Linked DNA regions of Sus scrofa: region 1 is linked to region 2. Evidence: chromatin contacts called from public Hi-C data. All regions are on one chromosome and are shown on one strand. Each heading gives the region's core, a stretch centred on a gene start, on an enhancer-like site or on the middle of the called end of the contact. The rest is flanking DNA. Distances are from core to core; before and after follow the strand shown.

Region 1 (7,147 bases), core at 1,054-3,553, 63 kb after region 2:
TTCCTCTTTAGAGGTCAGGGCTTGCAGACGTTGACCGTGACAGGATCTGTCTCCTTCCATAGGTCCCAGTGGCGGTAATGTTAGTTCACAGATCCACTGGTGGCTCTGGCCAGAGGCCCTGAAATACGGTCTTGGGCTGACAGTTCCATCATTTTCGGTGACGTACTGCTAGTAGGTTCTAGTGGTCATGAACAGAGCAGGTGTGAAAGTGTACCTGATGTTGGGGTTTACCTGTCTTGGTTCCTCTTTAGCCAGAATGGGACTGTATGCTTGTACCAAGAGGTGAAAGTGCTGAAGCGCACAAGCAGTGTGTGGGCGGAGAGATCACCGAGTACTAGGCTCATGCGAGAGCCTACACCCGTGGCACATGGAAGGTCCTGGGCCAGGGATCGAATCTGAGCCGCAGCTGTAAACTGCGCCCCTGCAGTCAGGTTCTGTGGCACAGTGGGAACTCCTGGAGGAGACTTAATACCACTGAGTTCAACCATCCACCTTGGGAATCCTCCTGGAGAAGCAACTCCAAAACCCAGAGCTCTCCAGCTGTAGCCATTTTATTACCAGAAGAATAAGGCCACGGGACTGCAGGGCACAGACAGCCATCCGTCATTTTTGTAGTTAACCAAAGTGAGAATGAGTCAGCGGCACTCCTGGTTTACTGCATCTGCATCGCCGAGACAGTTGACGTCCTGATTTGTTCAGAGATGAACTTCCCGGCAGGCGGGCAGGCGTGTGTGCGGTTCTTGGAATGGCACCCCGGTGAATGTCTGGGTCCTTGCAGGGCTGGTGCCTGTGGCCTCGGCTGTGGCGGGGGGGTGGGTAGGGAGGGAATGCCGCTGGGCTCCACCCCTTAGACCCTGGCTTTTGTTTTAAACTTGCCCGTTTTCTCAGGAAAACTCGCCTGGCCCAGTGCTTTCCTTCAGTCCCATGGCATCCTCCCGTTCAGGAACCCGAGTTGCTGGAACTCAAGGTTTAGGGTGCTTGTGATGGTGACATTTCTCCTTACGGAGTCCGCCTCTGTATTTTCTTTCAGATTTGTTCAGAATCTCCTGGGTTTTCCTTCATTCAGAGCCCAGTGGCTCCAGGGCTGCTTTGAAAGTCTCCACCCTGCCAGCCTCCTCCTCCTTCCCCCCCTCCTTTGACTCCCATGTAACTCATGTGCTCGTTTTGTGTGTTTTCGTGCCAGGTGGGTTTCTGATCTAAACAGAATGTTGTGGGCTTGTTCCAGTACAAATATAGATGGCGACAGAGTTTTGTTGTACTGTTTGCTCAGCGAGAATCACCAGGTTAGATCAATACCTGGAGATTTTTTAAAATGACTTAATTTGGTCCTGGATTGAGAGGGGCTAGAGGAAGACAGACCCCTCAGTCTTGAGGCTAGAGTGCCTTCCTTTAGCTGGGTGGGAGCTTGGTTGGCTCTGGGCAACAGGATGACCAGATGCTGGTCTTGCCTGTGCTTCCTCTGGGTCTCCATCACCTTTGAACCTTCTAGTTCTAGTTCCAAAGTCAAAAGTCTTAGGAAGCAGAATGGAAAATACCTTTACAGGAGAAAGTGAAAACTTCATCCGCAAGGGATTTGTCACCATTGGCCTTGGGTTGGTCCCCTGCAGGCGCTTTGCAAAGTATCTGGTTCTGCCTGACTGCCTTGGGATCTACTGTCTTAGCCTCTAGCTGTGTGTGGAGGGGTAGGGACCAGCGCTGTTGTAAACCCCTCAGCAGATGTGGGGACCGAGAGAGGAGAACCTCTGTTCTGCCCCTGCTGCTTGACCCTGCTTGCCTTTTCTTTCTCTGTAGGGGTTTGTAGATCTGACGATAGCCTAGGGCTGTCCTCTTAGGTGGGCTGTCCTCATCAGTGGTGTACAGCTTTTTCCTTTTTTGGCTTTCAGTAGCATTGTGGCAAAGGACACTCTGAGAATAACTCCACAGTAACAGTTAAGTCCAAGGATTATTTCCCCATACTTGCTGGCCCAGCCCCACCACAGGCAGCGGAAACAAGAGGAAGGAAAGTGGCCAAGACCTCACAAAAGAGTGAGAGACATGGTTCAAGACGGGGGTAACTTGAAGGGCAGTTGGAGCCCTGCTGGGAAGTGGGGGTCCCAACCCTGCCTGTTGCACTTGAGCCCAAGCAGGCAGCAAATCTCACACCACTGCTTTGGGCACGAGCGTTTGGATTGAGTTTGGTAGCTTGGTAAGTGGTCAGATGGCAGTAGCTAGTACTATTTATGCTCGTTCTGTGTGCAGCTGTGGCTGGTGGAATCCAGGAAGATTGTTCCCTTCCCTTTTTTACTTTTTACTCCTTTTTTTTTTTAAACGGGCCTTGCCTGCAGCATAAGGAAGTTCCCTGGCAGGGGATCAAACCCCGTACCACAGTGGTGACTCAAGCCAGAGCAGTGACAGCTCCAGATCCATAGTCCACTGGGCCCCAGAGAACTCACCTTTTTTCCTTTAAATAAATCAAGTCTCTTCACCCAGAAGTTGTACCACATTTTCTGCACACCTGCATTGAGGTTTACCCTTGATCTGGTTCCGAGCTAAAGCATCCCAGGGGTGCTGCCCACTAGGCTTTTCATGTTTGGATGTAAATGAGCAGATATAGGCCTTGATCTCCAGCTGTGTGAGCATTTGCATGAGCCTTTGGGAGAGGAAGCCCTCAAAATGTCCCAGACCTGCTGCCATAGGAAGAGCCCACTCTTGGGACCGTTTTTTAGACACCAAGACTCATTATAGACACTTGGTGGTTACCTTTCCTGTTGCAGGCTTGGCATCACATACCTGTAGGATTTGAAAAAGAACAGCACAGTAAATCAAGATGAAGCATAATAAATCTCTGACACTGTGAGGGTATCAGAGAAAACTGGTCTTTTTATTTTTGTTTGTGGTGAAATGGCTTGGATCACCTAGAAACCAGCCTTTCTGCCATCAAAAGACTCTGGGTTCTTGAAGTTTGTTCTTAGGTCTTATTTGATCTTCCCAGTTCTTAAGTCCAATGCCTTAGCCACTCGGCCATTCTGGTACCCTTGATCTTCCCAGTTCTTAATGTGAACAGAAAGTATTTGGAGCCAGAAGTTTTGAGTTTTTTTATTGTCCCCGTAATGGTTGGAAATTGCGTAAATCAGTTTTTTTTTTTTTTTTTTTCTTTTGTCTTTTTTTGAGGGTCGCTCCCGCAGCATATGGAGGTTCCCAGGCTAGGGGTTGAATCGGAGCTGTAGCTGCCAGCCTATGCCACAGCCATAGCTACACCAGATCTGAGCCGTGTTTGCAACCTATACTACAGCTCATGGCAATGCCAGATCCTTAACCCACTGAGCAAGGCCAGAGAATCGAACCCGCAACCTCATGGTTACTAGTCGGGTTCGATAACCACTGAGCCAGATCCACATAAATCAGTTTTAAAATGGGCTAAAGATCTTAACACCGATAGATTTGACTGCTACCCTGTCTCCTTCAGGGCTGTGTTTCTTTTTCATCTGCCCCTTGGAAGTCGTACTGCTTCTGTTCTTTCCTGTTCCTGCCTCCTCCCCTCCGCCTTCTATTTCTCCCATCCCTTCTTTGCATTTACCAAGTCCAGCAGCGTAGAGTGTTTGGGCAGGGTTATATGACTCAATTCTCTCTGTGCCCTTGAGCACCGGGACCGTGAACTCCACCCTCGCACACCAGCGTCACAGGAGAGTTTAGGAGTCCAGACACCTGGATTTTAGTCCCGGCTGCACCCTTGTTTGCGGGCAAGACTTCTGAGGTCATCTCTTCATTTCTGCTCTATACTGTGCGGCTGCTGGAATGTCTTTAACTATGTGAGGGGGAGGCTGAGAAAGTGAGGCAAGACGATCTCAATGAGGTTGCCCCAGGGTGACCTCCCCTCAAGGCTCCTGATGAATTCAGACCTGCAGCTGCGCCGTGGACCCCACAGGCTTTGTGACGGCTCAGTCAGACTGGGGAAGAGGCCATGAAGAGTGTGGGACTTCACCGTTGATTCCTGGACCTGAGTTTAACCGCCACTCCACCAGCTTTCTTAGGAGAATTAATCATCCCTCCGCCAGCTTGGTTTAAAGTATTGCCTTTAGGAGTTCCCGTCGTGGCGCAGTGGTTAACGAATCCGACTAGGAACCATGAGGTTGCGGGTTCGGTCCCTGCCCTTGCTCAGTGGGTTAACGATCCGGTGTTGCCGTGAGCTGTGGTGTAGGTTGCAGACGCGGCTTGGATCCTGCGTTGCTGTGGCTCTGGCGTAGGCCAGTGGCTATAGCTCCGATTAGACCCCTAGCCTGGGAACCTCCATATGCCGCGGGAGCGGCCCAAAGAAATAGCAAAAAGACAAAAAAAATAAAAAATAAAAAATAAAGTGTTGCCTTTAAGGAATCAGCTTTGTCACAGCTTCTCACCTGGCCGAGGCCTTTTGATGAAAATTGGCCTAAGGGTAGTATTACCTCGGGGAGGCTCCCCTTCCGAAGAGCCTGGCTGCTGAGACAGTGGAAGACACTGGTTTATGTTGTATTTCCCCCAAGTGAATCTGTGAAAGAAACATAAAATTAGGTTATAGTTTTGACTTGACAAAATATCAGTGTTCTCGCTGTTACACTCCTTAGAAAGATCTAAGCAAATGTCTGTTCAGTGACTTCAAAAGAATCGAGACAGTTTAAAGAACCTCCTTTGACAGACCTGTTATATCTCATTTATAATAACATGCTCAGAACCTTATTTGTTTAAGAGCATCTCAGACGAAGGTAACAAATGCCTTGTAGTTGTTCCATTAGGAATCACTTGGGGGGTTGGCGTTATCAGAGGCAGGCACCCCGTGTCTCTTCAGAAAGTACGTTTCTTAATCACGAGAGAAATCCTGCTCCTTTCTAGGCTTCTCTGAAGGAAGCTGAAGTTCCCACCTGCAGCAGCTCAAGGTCAGTGCTTTGACCTTTTGCTAAAGTTGACAGTTGCTGAAGTGAGATGAATTATTTATCAGAAAGCATCATTTAAAAGAGCTAAGTAAAAGGGAGTATACCTACGGCATACGTCTTTACCTTTTCATAGCAGCTTTGGCTGCATGTGCCTAAGTTCTTTGTGAGTGTCTCTCCTTTAGGTCATTGTGGGTGATGGAGGCCTCATGAGGGGAGTTTGGGGGAAAGATGCTGCATGGTGGTTCATGGAGAGGTGTCAGAGGAGGAGGAGTCTTCTGAAGTAGAACAGTCAGCATGTGACTAGCAAGTATCTCCTTGCCTTTTCTAATAGAACCCCCCTCCCCTTTTTTATTTTATTTTATTTTATTTTATTTTTGTCTTTTTTTGCTATTTCTTGGGCCGCTCCCGTGGCATATGGAGGTTCCCAGGCTAGGGGTCTAATTAGAGCTGTAGCTGCCGGCCTACGCCAAAGCCACAGCAACGCGGGATCCGAACCGTGTCTGCAGCCTACACCACAGCTCACGGCAACGCCGGATCATTAACCCACTGAGCAAGGGCAGGGACCGAACCCGCAACCTCATGGTTCCTAGTCGGATTCGTTAACCACTGCGCCACGACAGGAACCCCCCCTCCCCCTTTTTAAACAGGGGTATCAATTCTGAAAATACTTCAGAACCTTTACAATATGTGAGGCCTGGAGGTGCTCGTCTCCCTTAGTTCACCTGGGAATAGTACATTGTTCCTCAGGGACAGGTGAACCCAAGGTCCTTCCTGAAATGAAATCATTGCTAACGTTGAATCTGTAAGCCTTAGAACCAGAAGGACTCTTAGAGGCATAACCCAGTCACCTTGCTTTACAGGTGAAAAAGTAGAGACTCAGAAATGTCAAGATTTAGTCCATGTCAAACATAGACCCTTGATGAGAAGGCGCATGTTTCAGCTCCCTGCTTAGAGCCTTTTGCACCACACAGGCCGCAGCCTGGGCATGGGAGCTGGAAGATAGACAAGGAGTGCCTTCAGGGAGGTGGGGAAGGAGCCTCGGACCTGGGTGGGGGTGATGGTGAGGGGTGTTCACATTCCTGGAGGCCTGGGGTAGATTCCAGCCTAGATGGGGGTGGGCATTGACAGCCAGGCTGCACCTGCTTTTACTTTCACCTTATCCCCCTTCTCGGATTCCCTTCCCACCGCACCCCACCCTGCTGGGTTCACCATTTGTCTTGAATAGGAAAATATATGGTGGCATTTCATTGGTATATTTTGAATTTCACCCCAAAGATCTTGATGTATTCTTGAAAGTGTTTGGATTAATAAATGAATGCAGGCACCATGCTTGGGAGATCACAAGCCTTCATCTCTCTGACAGCCACACAAAGTGGCTTGTCCCCTGCTATTCAGCGTAGCTGATTAGGGAAGGACCTGTTCCTACCAGAATCCAGATGAGGGGAGGATACTCATAGAGGCACAAAGAGTCACTGCTTTGTCCTCAGTATGAAGGTGGGGGACAGGTTGGCTGCTCCCTCCCCGAGTGTGTCTGCCCCCCCCCCCCATGCGGGACTAGAGGGGGGGTGGAGTTGGCCAGCTTAGGGTTTTTGTTCAAACATGGATTCCTTTCCCGTTATCCTCACAGGTTTTCCTTTGTATTTCTAGGTCACCCACAGGAGTAAACTAAAACTCAGCTACTCTGTCCTTGACCGAACGGGAGAGACAAGGCAGAGTGTTGGCGGCTTGCTTTATTCCCCCCCCCCACCCCCGTCTGCATCTCTCTGTTGCCCTGAGGTCAGTCTGCCTGGGTTGGGACCTCATCTCCAATCATTCAAACCTGTCTGACCTTCCTCTCCCTGTGCCTCAGTTTCCTTACCTTAAAGTAGGAAAAATAATGGTGCCCAGCACGGGCATTCAAGGGGTTGAGTGCAGAAAAGCAATAAGGGGCCCAGGGCCTGTGCCAGGCACAGCCCCGGACACTAGGCCCCTGTTCTCATTGTCCTTCCCTCCTCCTGCCCCTCCTGGGCGGATGGAAACACTAAGTGAGCAGCAGACTCGGGCTGCTCTTGGCTGTTCTTGCAGCACTTGGCACCGGTGTGTCTTCCATCACGGAGAGCTGAAGAGGCTCTGGGGAAGGACTGACTGCCCCACGCTCCCCTTGGCTCGCTGGGCATCCTTCCTGGGTGCCACATGTGCCGTCCTGTGCCCCACAGAGGGCTCACAGAAAGGCGCTTGCACCACCAGCCAGCGTGTCGGGCTCAGAGCTGGCCGAGCAGGAGCAC
Region 2 (6,520 bases), core at 1,945-4,444:
GTCAAATCTCAGCCTACGCCAGAGCCACAGCAACACAGGATCCGAGCTGCGGCTGCGACCTACACCACAGCCCACGGCAACGCCGGATCCTTAATCCACTGAGCAAGGCCAGGGATCGAACCTGCAACTTCATGGTTCCTAGTCAGATTCGTTAACCACTGCACCATGATGGGAACTCCAGAATTCAATATTTTTTAAAAAGTGTTGAATGAATAATAAATCAAAAGCTAGTTAGTTACAATATTGGTTACAATATTTATTGATTGTGTATTTGTCTCCCCAATAGAGATCTGTCAATGGATCTAGTAACCTCTTCTGCACAGTTCTGAACTTTCCCTCTTCTTTTTTTTTTTTTGTCCTTTTAGGGCCACACCCACGGCATATGGAGGGTCCCAGGATAGGGGTTGAATCAGAGCTGCAGCTACTGGCCTATGCCATAGCCACAGCAATGCCAGATCTGAGCCACGTCTGTGATCTACACCATAGCTCACGGTAATGCCAGATCCTTAACCCACTAAGCAAGGCCAGGGTTGGAACCTGCAACCTCATGGATACTAGTCAGATGCGTTTCTGCTGAGCCATGGCGAGAACTCCCTCCATTTTCTTTCTTCAGGGAGGAAGTTGGGTTAAACTTAAACTTTCTTGTTTTTCTTCTGATGACTCATTTGGATCTTAGGTGTACACAAGTTCCCCATATAGGCACCCACAGATAAATTCCTGGGTATTAAAACATCTTTTTCCTATGTTATTTCTCATTCAGAAATCTCAACTTTGTTCTACAGGGCTTTTTGCTCACCTCCAAGCACTCCCTGCTTGAAAAAAGCCTCTCTCCTCCTTCCTGTTTCTTTTTTTTTTGTCTTTTTGCTATTTTGTTTGGGCCGCTCCCGCGGCATATGGAGGTTCCCAGGCTAGGGGTCGAATCGGAGCTGTAGCCCCCGGCCTACGCCAGAGTCACAGCAACGCAGGATCCAAGCCACGTCTGTGACCTACACCACAGCTCACGGCAACGCTGGATCGTTAACCCACTGAGCAAGGCCAGGGACCGAACCTGAAACCTTATGGTTCCTAATCGGATTCATTAACCACTGCGCCACGACGGGAACTCCCTCCTTCCTGTTTCTTTCCAAGCTGGTCCTACGGGGGCAATTAATACCTATGATGGACCAACCTTTCTTTCTTTCTTTTTTTTTTTTTTTTTTGGCTTTTGTCTTTTTAGGGCCGCACCTGCAGCACATAGTTTCCCAGGCTAGGGGTCTAATCAGAGCTACAGCTGTCGGCCTACGCCACAGCAACACGGGATCCAAGTCACGTCTGCAACCTACACCTGAGCTCAACACGACGCTGGATCCTTAACCCACTGGGTGAGGCCAGGGATCAAACCCGCATCCTCATGGATGCTAGTCAGGTTTGTTAACCACTGAACCAAATGGGAACCTCAAGACCAACCTTTCTTTTACTGGTTTTCTTTCAATATTTCTTTACACCTTGTTTCGACTCTTTTTTTTTTTTTTTTCTTTTCTGGACTGCACATGTGACATATGGAAGTGCCCAGGCTAGGGGTCAAATCAGAGCTGCAGCTGCCGGCCTATGCCATAAGCCACAGCAACGTGGGATCCAAGCTGAGTCTGTGACCTACATCACAGATCACAGCAAAGCCAGATCCTTAACCCACTGAGTGAGGCCAGTGATCCAACCGGCATCCTCATGGTTCCTAGTCAGATTCGTAACCTGCTGAGGCACAAAGGGAACTCCCTTGTTTTGACTCCTTGATTGGGAAATATCTGGGGGACATTTAGAGCAAGGAAGTCAGGCCAGGAACTAAATGATGCTCATAGCCAGCACTCAGCATTTGATAGATACTGAGCTTTCCCTGTAGCGCAAACAGGATCCATGGCTGCACTGGCGGCTTTGCAGCTATGTGTGTGGGGTGTGTGGATTCAAGCCCCTGCCCCCAGCAATGGGTTAAGGATCCAACATTACTGTAGCTGTGGCATAGATTGCAACTCTGGCTCAGATTCAATCCCTGGTCCAGGAACTCCACACGCCACCCGTGGCCAAAAAAGAAAAGAAAAGAAAAGGTGCTGAATGAATGAATGAATGAATGTTAGTGAGAATAAGAGAGATTGCAAAATTCAGACTTGGTCAGCAAATCTTTATTGAGTACCGGCTCTGTGATAGACCCTGTGGTGCATGCCAAGATAAATGGTGAACAAAACAGGGGTCCCACCGTGAACTAGAGTGTTTCTAAAATCACTAGTTCTAGCTGTATTATTCCATCTCATGTCCATATCTTTTCACTTTTTATCATACATCTAATGATCATCAGAATCACATTTTAGCTAAGGAATCTATCCATTTGATTAAGGACAAAATAGAAAGTTCTGATCTACTGTCAGCAAAAACTGGAGTCACAAGGGCCCCGGTGCTCCATTTACCCCCAACAACTAAGAATTCCCCAAATGCTAAGTTTCCTGATTTTTTTTTTTTTTTTTTTTTTTTTTTTTTTTGCCTTCTCTAGGGCCGCTCCCGCGGCACATGGAGATTGCCAGACTAGGGGTGAAATCGGAGCTGTAGCCACCGGCCTACGCAGAACCACAGCAATACAGGATCCGAGCCGCGTCTGCGACCTACACCACAGCTCACGGCAATGCCAGATCCCTAACCCACTGAGCAAGGCCAGGAATCGAAGCCGCAACCTCATAGTTCTTAGTCGGATTCGTTAACCACTGCGCCACAGCGGGAACTCCTAAGTTTCCTGATTTTTAGGGGTTCTTGGATGAGGAACCTCAGATAGAACGCATAGCATGTCCACCAGAGGGTGCTGTGGGGGCAAATTTGCGCCGGGTGGGGAGCTTGACCGCTGACCCTCAGAGCCAGGTAGGCGTCTCGAGTAATTTTTTTTCTTCCTTGGGTTTCCTTCCCACCCCTGGAACCATGGCCGCCCCTCGCCCCCCAGGTAGGTTCCCTCCTTTCCCAGTAAGCGGCTACTTTCGGGGGCTTAAAGAGTGCTTGCTTTGAAAAGACGCCTAGCTTTTGGTCCCGACGCCCCATGGCTCAGGCCCCTCAGGTCAGGGCGGATTGGGTGGGTGGGACTTCTCGGGCGCCCGCGGCCTTGCGCCGCAGGGGCGGGGAAAGGGTTAACCCGGCGGGAGGGGGAGGGGGGAGGGGGCGCGGGCCGCGCCTGCGCTCTGCCGCCCTCCATTGTCTCCACGGCGGCGAGGAGCGCCGGAGAGCGCAGTCCCGGACCAAGCAGGGCGGCGCGGCTCGCCGGGAAGGCGGCGGCTGCTGGAGCGGGCGCGACGCGACGCTATCACCGCTTCCCGAGCTCTGTCTGGCCTCCCAGCGCCGCGGCCCTCCCGAGGCCTGGAGGGGTCCGGGCCGCCGTCCATGGTCGCGGCGTCCTGAGGCGGGGGACGCGCCCGGCGCCCCCAGCCCTCCTCCGCCTCCTGCTTTCGGGCGGGCGGCCTCCTCCGGCGCCTCCCTGCGCCCGCCCGCCTGCTCGCCCGCCGCCTCCCTCCCTCCTTCCCTGCGGCTCCCCCGGCTTTCGGGAACCCGGGGGCGGCCTGTGGCGCGCCGAGCCCGCGGCGGACTGCGCCTCTTTGGACCTTGAGGGGAAACATGCGTTTGGCTTGGATCGGTTTAAATTCTTAGTTTGGGATCCCCGCCCGCCTGCCTCTTCCGCCCCGCGGGTTTTCTTTTCTCTTTTTCTTTTTTTTTGTCCTTTTCCACCTCCCAGTCTCCTTTTTGACTCCCTCCCCCTTTATGCTCGCCCAACCCTCCCCCGGTTGCTGAGAAGTGGGGGAGGGTCTCGGCCTCCAGGTTCCCGCCCCACCGGGGCCCGGGCGAGCATGGGGGGCAAGCAGAGCACGGCGGCTCGTTCTCGGGGCCCCTTCCCTGGGGTCTCCACCGATGACAGCGCCGTGCCCCCGCCGGGAGGGGCGCCCCACTTTGGGCACTACCGGGCAGGCGGCGGGGCCATGGGGCTGCGCAGCCGCTCGGTCAGCTCGGTGGCGGGCATGGGCATGGACCCCAGCACGGCCGGGGGGGTGCCCTTTGGCCTCTACACCCCCGCCTCCCGGGGCACCGGCGACTCGGAGAGGGCGCCCGGCGGCGGAGGGTCGGCGTCCGACTCCACCTATGCCCACGGCAATGGTTACCAGGAGACGGGCGGCGGTCACCATAGAGACGGGATGCTGTACCTGGGCTCCCGAGCCTCGCTGGCGGATGCTCTACCTCTGCACATCGCACCCAGGTGGTTCAGCTCGCACAGTGGTGAGTCTGCGGGTGGTGGAGGCCTCGGAGGGTGGAGTTCAAGGGAGGGCGCGCCGGGGCGCCCCACACCTTCGCGCGCGTGCGGGGATTTGGAGGTGGAGTGCGCGACCTGAATCTGTCTTCCCTTTGATTCCCGAAGCCAAGGGATGAATGGGATCCCTACCCTATAGAAAAGAGGCTTCCTGAGAGGCTGCGGAGCTGGGCGTATTAGGACTTCAGGCGTTGGTTCACTTGTGGATGCTTATTCAAGTCCCATTCATTGGCATCCTCAGCCTCAGAGAGGTCTGGTCTGGCTTTATAGCAAGTCGGCCTGGGTGCTTCCTTTCTTTTCCTGCTGCATTGTGCTTGCCTTACCTGGAACAGAGAGAGGGGTCCAACTTGACCAAGCGATGTCTCCCAGACAAAGAGTGCGAAAAGAAAGAAAATTGGGGCCAAGTGATGTTTGGATTAGGACTCTTGATTTTGCTTGGAGAAGGGAGGGGGTGCCCAGTGTTGCCACCCTGCTGGAAATCTGTTTGAATTCTTTAAAACTGAGTGGCCACCAGGCTGTTGGCATTAGACAGGTGTGGCCTGCCGGGTGGAGGGCCCAGCCAAGGGAGCCTCCCTCACAGGCTTTGCGGGACCAGGGCTCTCGTTACCTGCGATGCGTGCAGTAGGCTTGTCTTAATGACTCTTGCATCCCTCCATCTTTTTTCTTCCCCTCCGTGCTAAGTGCTAGGCCTTCCAGGTATTCTGCATCTTTCTGTAACCAAGAGGTGGTATTTTATTGCCCGGCTGTTGACACATGTCAGGGGAAAGAAGGATTCAGAGAACCTGGATGAATTTATTTTTTGAACTTCTGGTGACTGGTCAGCTAAAAGCTGGAGGAGATTTTCCCAGGCTCTAACTAGCAGGGCAGAAAAGGCAGTGGCAGGAGCTTCTGGAGGAAAACAGGTCTGTCTGCTTAGCTAATCTGAAAAGCCAGGTTAGGCTTCTGAAAAATTGGTCGGAAGGGGTGTGGGGCCACTATTTACTAATTGGCACATTGGAGTGAAGAAGTTAACATCTTCAGACTCCTTTGAGAGATTTCAGGAAATTTAGATACCATGCTGAAGAGAGATTGCTTTATGGAGGATTTATCTGTTAGATCACTGTTCTAGCTATTGTGAAATACGGTAGATTTTTTTTATCTCTATTTCTGGAAACAGTCTTGATATTTTTTCAATTCTTTAAGCTAATTGTGAAATAGCTTGCGGGGAGAAATAGTGACGAATGTAAGGTTACACTTGAAAGTGGCTTTTAATTGCTAGGATGGAATTTTAATCCCTGAACAGACCTCTGGATATCATTGGAGCTTCTCTGACCTGCATCGAACTCTGCCCTGAATGAGACGCAGGGCATTTTCAAACATTTGCTCAGCTTTAGACCTCTTGGAATTAGTCATCTTTATTATAAAATTTGGTCCAGAAAGGGTCAGCTGTATTTTGAGTTGACTGTAGTTACGTTTTTAAAAGAACTGTCATTAGTGTCTGATTTTAAGCTGAAAAGGGCTGTAAGAAGGTCCTCAAAATTCACAGAATTTTGTGTGTTGCAGAACAAATGTAATCTTACAGAGATTTGTCTGGAGAAGGAGTTCTCTTTTTGCTTAAATTTGTCTGTCTCTTACTAGAAACTTCTTTTCCATGTTCAACCACCAGGTTCCATGCTGAAGTTATGAGCTTACGATTCGATTTCCAAAATTCAGACTCCTCAGCTGTAAGACCTCAATTTTTTTCTAGTCTGTTTGTAGTGAGGTTAGGAAGAGTCACTAACCAGGGACTATAGAAAAAGGTGGAGCACGTTCATCCTTTGGGGGATTAATATTAAAGTGGGGAGATGGTGCTGCTATTAATATTTTGGGTGATAAAGTCTTTAGTCTAACGCTCTACCAACTGAGCTCTTTGAGTTACTCTGGGTAACACAGTCTTTGTAGAACCGTCCCTTTCTTTTGTAGAGCATTGAACATACCTACCCCTGTGCACCAAATGCCCCCCAAATTTCCAAGTACTCTTGGTGGGGCTGGGGTATCACCTCATTGAGAACCACTGCCTTGGAGATCTGTTGTTTGGTTCACATAAAGTAATTAGTTTTTTTCTGTGCAGCTTGTTTCAGAGGAACTTTCATGTTTCCGCTCTTCTGCAATGATGGTTCTGTCTCACCTTCTGAAACAGGCCACGGGCTCTTCCTTCCAGGACATCCCTTTCCTCTCTTGTTCATTGCTTTTAAGAAG

What was found. Hi-C and Micro-C count contacts between places; a contact is called where the count stands out from the background.
Region 1: a Hi-C map of liver shows a contact between it and region 2, with 1.6 times the contacts expected there. The contact joins the enhancer-like site here to the promoter of ZNRF1 in region 2. A contact is called at or near these places in 3 of 5 promoter capture datasets (fetal liver, liver and skeletal muscle), 17 of 47 Hi-C or Micro-C datasets (alveolar macrophages, blood, embryonic fibroblasts and 7 more) and 2 of 2 datasets of contacts at active chromatin or transcription factors (alveolar macrophages and skeletal muscle).

What each region holds. Positions count from the first base shown.
Region 1 is chr6:12,601,362-12,608,508 of Sscrofa11.1, reverse strand. All of the region lies in intron 1 of ZNRF1 (a long non-coding RNA gene), which reads left to right. It also overlaps the pseudogene LOC100736686. Among named protein-coding and RNA genes, the nearest start is that of ZFP1, 55 kb to the right of the region's middle. Within about 2 kb of position 2,303, at least 26 of the 83 cell types and tissues checked have an H3K27ac peak or open chromatin away from gene starts, as enhancers often do. A contact at or near this core is called in alveolar macrophages, fetal liver, liver and 4 more, where this site is marked.
Region 2 is chr6:12,665,481-12,672,000 of Sscrofa11.1, reverse strand. ZNRF1 (a long non-coding RNA gene) reads left to right here and starts at 3,194. Exons shown (of 5, transcript XR_002344499.1): 1 at 3,194-4,272.